Linked DNA regions of Sus scrofa: region 1 is linked to region 2. The links are chromatin contacts, called in public Hi-C maps. All regions are on one chromosome and are shown on one strand. Each heading gives the region's core, a stretch centred on a gene start, on an enhancer-like site or on the middle of the called end of the contact. The rest is flanking DNA. Distances are from core to core; before and after follow the strand shown. Region 1 overlaps DHRS3 (short-chain dehydrogenase/reductase 3). Region 2 overlaps VPS13D (vacuolar protein sorting-associated protein 13D).

Evidence for each region. Hi-C and Micro-C count contacts between places; a contact is called where the count stands out from the background.
Region 1: a Hi-C map of liver shows a contact between it and region 2, with 13 times the contacts expected there. The contact joins two enhancer-like sites. A contact is called at or near these places in 2 of 47 Hi-C or Micro-C datasets (liver and skeletal muscle) and 2 of 2 datasets of contacts at active chromatin or transcription factors (alveolar macrophages and skeletal muscle).

The regions. Positions count from the first base shown.
Region 1 is chr6:72,577,770-72,581,343 of Sscrofa11.1, reverse strand. The region is part of intron 1 of DHRS3 (short-chain dehydrogenase/reductase 3); the gene reads left to right. Among named protein-coding and RNA genes, the nearest start is that of DHRS3, 20 kb to the left of the region's middle. Within about 2 kb of position 1,838, at least 68 of the 83 cell types and tissues checked have an H3K27ac peak or open chromatin away from gene starts, as enhancers often do. A contact at or near this core is called in liver and skeletal muscle, where this site is marked.
Region 2 is chr6:72,435,477-72,438,941 of Sscrofa11.1, reverse strand. The region is part of intron 64 of VPS13D (vacuolar protein sorting-associated protein 13D); the gene reads right to left. Among named protein-coding and RNA genes, the nearest start is that of DHRS3, 160 kb to the left of the region's middle. Within about 2 kb of position 1,506, at least 26 of the 83 cell types and tissues checked have an H3K27ac peak or open chromatin away from gene starts, as enhancers often do. A contact at or near this core is called in liver and skeletal muscle, where this site is marked.

The DNA.
Region 1 (3,574 bases), core at 589-3,088, 140 kb before region 2:
AGAAGGCGCGGAAGGCCTGAGACTTGGCATTTGGTCTCCCCTGCCCGCCACTCTCCATCTAGGTGTGGGACCCAAGCTGTCCCACATGACCCCTTGCTCAGAAAGTTCCTGCACTTGTTAATGCCCTGCCGTTGCCATCTTGAAGTCCTCAATAATTATTCAACTGGCAGCCACGCCTTTTCCTTTCACACAGGGCCTCACAAATGATGTGGCTGGTCCTCATGGAAGCCATACACCTGGGTTGTCAACTTCATCCCTCCCAAGGTCCCCTCCAGGGATGTTATGGCCCGTTTTGCAGGGGAGGCAACATGATTTCACTCATTCGTGCACATAACGCACGAGGCGACTGATTATCAAGCCAGGTGCTGGGAACTCATAGTGAGCCTGCATTTCTAGGGTGTCATTGCACTGGGGGAGGGAGACAGAAAGGAAACAACAAATAACTATTACAATTTCAGATAGTGACAAATTGCTATAAAATAAAACAGGGTGGACGTTCCCATTGTGGCTCAGCAGAAACGAGCCCGACTAGTATCCACAAGGATGCAGGTTCATCCCTGGCCTTGCTCAGTGGGTTAAGGATCTGGCATTGCCATGAGTTGTGGTGTAGGTTGCAGACGTGGCTCGATCCGGCGTTGCTGTGGCTGTGGTGTAGGCCAGCAGCTGCAGCTCCAATTCGACCCCTAGCCTGGGAACCTCCATATGCCACGAGTGCAGCCCTAAAAAGCAAAAATAAAATAAAACGAAGACAGGATGACGTGAGGGAGAGAGGCTTAAATATCAACTTCAGTGAAAGGGAAGCTGGAAGCAGCTCTGGTTTAGCTGGGCCCTGCTGCATTCTTGGGGTGTTTTTTAAAGATACCCCCCCACTTGCTAAAAGGACTTGAGTTAGTGGGGTCCAAGTCGGGGAGCCAGTAGGGGGCCTCCCTGGGCAGTTCGGGGTGGGAAGTAAAGGCTGAGGGCTGAGTTTGGGGGAAAAGGAGTGAGGAGAGGGCTGGCCCTGAATTCTCTGAGCAGCTCCAAGTTCTCACCAGGCCAGGCCCTGCACCTGAGGCTTCTAACCAACGCTGGCAGCCCCATGAGGGTTCCTTGCACTTTTGACCTTCCCCTCACCAGCGAAGGAGGCCAGTTTCAACCCTCCCCACTTCCCCAAGTGGGAGATGTTGAGGCTCAGAGATGCCAAGTGACTCATTCAAAAGTCACACAGCAAATCAACTCCAGAGCAGGGTGCTGGCCTGCCTGGCCCAGCCAGGCTGATTTCCATTCCCAAGGGCACTTCAGAGCCTGCGGTTGCCAAGGGGATGCATGCAGTCCAGGGCCGCGCTGGGAGCTCTCTGGAAGACACGGTGGCCCCCTGCCCTGTGAAGTAGGGCAGTGGCTGGTGGGCAGCCATGGGACACTTTGACATCTGCTTAAAAGGGCCTCCAGCGCCCAGGCTTCGCAGAAGAAGAACGAGCTTCCCAGAAAGCCGAGAGCAAAGGCAGGCACTTCCCCAATCTGTTGGGCGGAAAGCCCAAATCTGACCCAGAACACTCAGCTCTAGGGTCCGGAGGCCCCCTGGGGAGGCAGGGGATGGGTGCCTAGGGGAGAGGCTGACGCCTGAGGAGTGGAAGCTGCCAGCCCCCAGGGATGCTCCGGAGGAGGGAGGCCGCGCTCCAGCTGGGCCGGTGCCTGCCCAGGGGGCGGCGGAGGAGGCGGCGGGAAGGTTCACGCTGCGGCCAGCAGACTGGCTGCGTGTTGCAATGTCTTGTGGCGTTTGCAGCATCCTGTCCGTGTGCGCAGCTGGGGTAACCTCGGGCCGGCGCGGAGGAGCGTGTGTGGCTCGCAGGCCGCGCGGCCTGGAGGCTGCTGGCACCTTGCATCTCATTTACAGCTCCGGGTTCAGCCGCAGGTCAGCGGCGCGGGTGACATCACGGCGTTTGTTTACCGCCCGGCCGCTGCAGGGAGGAAGCGCGGGCGGTCCCTGCCGCGGGAGGGGACCCTTTCCGCACCCCGCCACCGGCGCCGGACCCCAACCTGGCCCCCGCCCCATCCGCGTCCCGCCCCCAGCCCACCCCCTTCCCATCCACGCCCGGACCCCATTTCTCCACTGCCCCCTGCCCCTGCCGAGTCCCCGACCCCACCCCCCAATCCGTCACTCGTCTTCACCCCACGACCCCCGACCTGAGCCCGGAACCTCCACGCGACAGCCCTCTCGACCCGGCACCTCCGGGACACAGCCCCGCCCCCCCCTCCCCATCGACCTCCCCCCGCCCCCCCCCCTTCCAGCCCTTCCCCATCCGCCAAATGGGAGCCCAGCCCAATCCCCACCCAGGACTCCAGCCCGGCCCCGCCCCACCCCCTCCCGGGACCCCCGCGGGCCCCCACCCTCCGCCCGTCCCTGGGCCCACTTTCAGAAGGACTTCCTGGAGCCTCCTGCCAGATCCGTTGAGGTTTCCCCGGCGGCGGCTCCTCCTGCCACCCCCTCACCCCATCATGTGAGCGCGGACCCGCCTCCCGGCCCCGAGCGGGCGGGGTTGGCCCGCCACTTTGTTATTGGAAACTGGTGTGTTTACCCCGGCGCGCTAGGTGGGTAGCTGGCCTGCTCGGCCCGCATCCAGGCACCCTCTTCCTGCCCAGCCGGCCCTTGCCACCTGGAACTCTTTCCGGGCCCCGCCCCTCCCTCTGCTTAAGCCGAGTGTTCTGGAAGCTGAAGGGACCTGCGGATAGAAGTCAGGATCTCTCGCTTTCCCCATACCTGGGACTTGCCACAGCCCGCCTTCCCAGGGGAGGGAGGCTCCGCGCCTGGGTTCCTGGCCATCCTGTTCTTGCATTTTCTCAGGCCAAACCCTTTAGGGTCCTCTTGGCGCCCCTCCGGGCCCCCCAAACCTGCAGCTGTGCGGAATTCCTCCTCCATCACTTCTGCCAAGCGCTCCAGCCCCGCTCCCCTCCATCTCTCATAGGGGTCACCTGCGGGTACAGCAGCTGCTCCTAACCAGCCCTGGTCCACTGCCCCGGCCCCCCCGCACCCCCAACATGCCATACCCACAGTGCAGCAGCCAGGCCTCGTTCCAAAAGCCAAGTAGAGTTGTCCTTTCTCTGCCCACAACCCTCCAAAGGACTTCCCATCTCACTGGGGGAAGAATTCAAACCCCACCCGCACCCAGGGCTGCAGCCCCCAACCTCACGTCTCCCACTCAGCTCTTCCACTCGGCCTCCTTGCAGTCCCCCCCCCCCGCCCCCCACCTTTGCACTGGCCATTCCCCTGCCCAGAATGCTCCTTCCCCACATGTCTGCATGGCTCCCTCCCTCACGTCCCCTAAGTCTCTGCCCAAGTGTTAGCTTATCAGAGAGGCTTTCCCTGTCCCCAAATGCCCATTCCCATCCAAATGCTGCTTTCACCCCATGATTACTCCATCCCGCTTCCCTGCAAAGCTTCCCGTTCCTTCCAGGCACTTTCAGCCACCTTCATATAGTGTATGGTCAATTGTTTATTGTCTCTTGTGTCCCTTCTTTCCTATACACACATGAAAGCAGACTCCAGGAGAGTGGGGTGAATTTCTTTTCTCCTGTTTCCCGGGGCCTCCGGCAGGGC
Region 2 (3,465 bases), core at 257-2,756:
TTAATTTAAATTTAAAGCTCCCCTCAACTGTGCCATCAGTATAGCGTCTCTGCCATGTTTTCCATACAGCAACACCGAGGAATCAAGATCCATGTAGTTCATGTTTGAAATACTTTTACATAACACATGGACTCCTTCCACACGGCCAAGCTCATTACTGGATGCTCTTTCACAGATCGCATGACAGTGAACAAGCCTCCTGGTCAGCTTTGAGAACAGATTATGTGAGACAAAAGGCAAGGAAATACAAAATTAACATTGTGGTCACTGTTTATCAGAACGCAGACAAAGCCAGATACACCAACAGTCCAGAATGAAGGAAACAGGTTGCTGGCTCTTGATTGGAATTTCCTCGGATTGTTACCATGTTGTACAGGATTAATCTGTGTTTCTTTGCACAAAGTCACGCTTATGTGAAATGTATCAGAAGTGATATAATAAAGGCTTGGCTTTGTGTGTGAACAAAACTGCTTTTAAGAAATGTTTCGTTACCAGGCAGATTAAGAAAATACCACAGATGTAAAAGTACCCTAGGTCTATAAATAAGTTACTTTACTGCTTGTTACGAAAGAGAAGGTATTCAGGCTAAGTCAACAAAAGAGCAGGTAAATATTCAGGTAACCTTTTTGTTCCTGACACGAGTGGGGCTATGACGTGAATTAAGCTAGAACTTCACAACATCCAGACGGTGTTGGCTGACATTCCAAACCACACTGTCGCATCGTCGCACCAACGCACCGACCAGCGCTTAACGAGAGCATTTACTGTGTGTTAATTTCCCTAATCCTCCCAGCAGCACCCCCCACAGCTGGCAAGTGGATTTGCCGAGGAAAGGGGGAAAACCTAGGCCAGGCCACGGTAGGTACTTATTGCTCAGATGGATCGGGAGGGGGAGCAAAATTCAAGCAGTCGACCCAGCCAGCGGGTCTCCCCAGCCAGGTGTCTCGGGAGCAGTGTGTCTCCGGGGAAAATGTGGCAAATACCTCTGACGGTCTTTGTAATTCTACGTAGCTAAAAACAATATAGTATCAGGCAGAATGAAAGACGATTTAAGATTAGAAATAACCACATGTTTAGACTCTTTCCATTTGTTTTCTTCTCCTTTGAGGGATAAAAGGGAGGAATTAAAGAATGTACTGGAAACTTGGGGAATGTGCGCCTACCCTCCTTTCCCTCCTCCTGCTCGCACTCTCCTCTCCCCTCCGCCTTTAATTAGCTCACATCCTATCGGACCAGGGCTCCCTCATACATCCTGACGCCAGCCAGCGGGCCAGGCCGAGGGGCCTAAGTGCAGCCCGATTTGAAGCTCCCAGCGGATCCCCTGCTGCTCTTATCTCCGCAGACGCCTGAAGAGCTGGTATCCTCCCGCCCAGGCCTCCTGGGAAGCCGCCCCAGCAGGTGCCCATTGGCAATAGTTTTGTGTTACAGGCCTGAATGAATGATCCCCGCAGGAGCTGCCGACTGTTTTCACAGACACAGAAGGCAGTCAAAAGTCCACCGCGTGAACTTGGAATGACCCCAGCTGCAGAGTGACTGGCGGGTTCACCGGGAGGGCAGGCACGCTTTATTAAACAACTAATACTCTTCACAGATAACTTTCCGAAAAAGCAAAAGTGTTAACTCTTTGCAATCTTGCTCCTCCGACAACTAAGTGGAGGGGCTCCACTGTGTGGCTGAGGGTTTGGACCCAAATGAAGAGTCTGAGACAGAAGGACAGGGATTTCATCTGGCCTGGCGAAGGGTCAGGACTCAGGCTCCATTTGGTCAGCCGTCGTGTTGAAGCGCTCCCGGTTAAAGTAAAAAGGCACCAGGCAAAGACTGCAGGCACCCACTCCAGTGAGGCCGGTGCCAGCCCGCACCCCCAGGCTGGCTGGCCTATCCCGGCAAACTTGGTCACTCACCCTGGTCAGCGTGCAAGCCACTGTCTGAAGGAGGATTCAGCAGAGGCACAAGTTCAAACCCAAGTGTTCTAAAAATCAAGTTCTTCTGGGCGGGCTGGCCAGGGGGCCATGGAGCCTGGCATCCGCGGGGCCCCCCGAGGGGATGGCAAATAGCCCTTCCTTCCCTTGGTTAGGTGCACCCAGTACAGGAAGGTCCTGTTTTTCCCTTTTCTTTTCTCTTCTCTCTCTTAACGCACCCAGAACTTTAGAGGAAACCCAATGACAACAACCGTAATTAGCAACATGCAGATGAGCATATAAACACATGCAGAAACTTTGAAAATGTTAACCAGGAGAGTTACGCTGATTTTGGCTTTAACCAAAGACTGTGTGTCCATCAAAGATTTATCTCCATCTCACCTCACCTACTACATCTAATTACGGAGGGACTTCCTGTTTGGTTGTCCTGTGGGGAAGGGGGGGAGGGTGGGTCTTGTTTTGTTTTCAGCCAAGGTGCTGTCTCACAGGGGTTGACTGGTTGGATGTGACAGGGTGAAGGACAGGTGAGGTGTTTCAAAGGAGCGACACTCCCCCCCATTCAGGTGGGTTGACCTTTGCCCAAAACAGACTGGTTCAGCTCAGCAGGCCCTGGAGGGCTTTCTCCTCACCAGGCACATGGTGCTTGGGGCTCAAAGTACCAAGGCGACTCTGACTTCGTCCCCTGTTCACAGACGTATGACAGATACAATCAAGATAAAGAATTCTGAGGTCCTGCACACACCACAGCCCCACTGATTTTTCTCTCCCTTGTTTCCGAAGGGACAGGGAGTAGGTAGCCACGGCTGGCTGCCGACCCTTCTCAAAGATGGCATCAGATCTGAAGCGAGAAGGCCGGAGTTTTAGAGCCGGCCCTGCACCAGTCAGCTGTGCGAACCCCACGGGATCTCGTTTCTCCGTCTGTAATCTGAGAGGGTGAAAAGCTCATCTTCCCACTCTTCCCCAGATCTGGGTTCTAAGAGTCTCTACAAGAGTATCTCAGTTCAGAGTCCAAACCTGGGAAAGTTTATTCTGAAAGAGTGAGAAGAGATTTAGGCTCGGGACCTCTCTTAGGAGAATACAAGGTGCGCTTGGATGGAAAGGGAGAGGTTAGAGGGTTAAGTTACCACGTGAAACATTATTCAAACGAGGCTTCTCAGCATAGAGCACAATTAAAAGCAAATAAAACCGAGGTTAGACATTGTTTGCTGTTGTGTTTTAACTTGTGAAGAGAAATAAGGGGCAAATTCTTCGCTGTGTTTAATCCTAAGAATTTTTCTGCTTATAACTGATTCATTCAGGACCCTCAGTTTGTCCTGCCAATTGATTTCTAAGCAAGTACTGCAGCAAGCGAGGAAACCTCCCTTGCTGATGCTACTGGACACAAACAGGTAGGCACATCCCCAGAAGCAGGCTGATAAAATCCCTCTGGCTTTGCCCCTTTGGCTTTGTTCCTCAGGGATCCTGGGACTAGGATTTGCATGTTCGTTCGAGATTTTTAGGACCAGCGACTCCCACAACTTAGCATGGGTGCCAGGAAAGCAAGGCC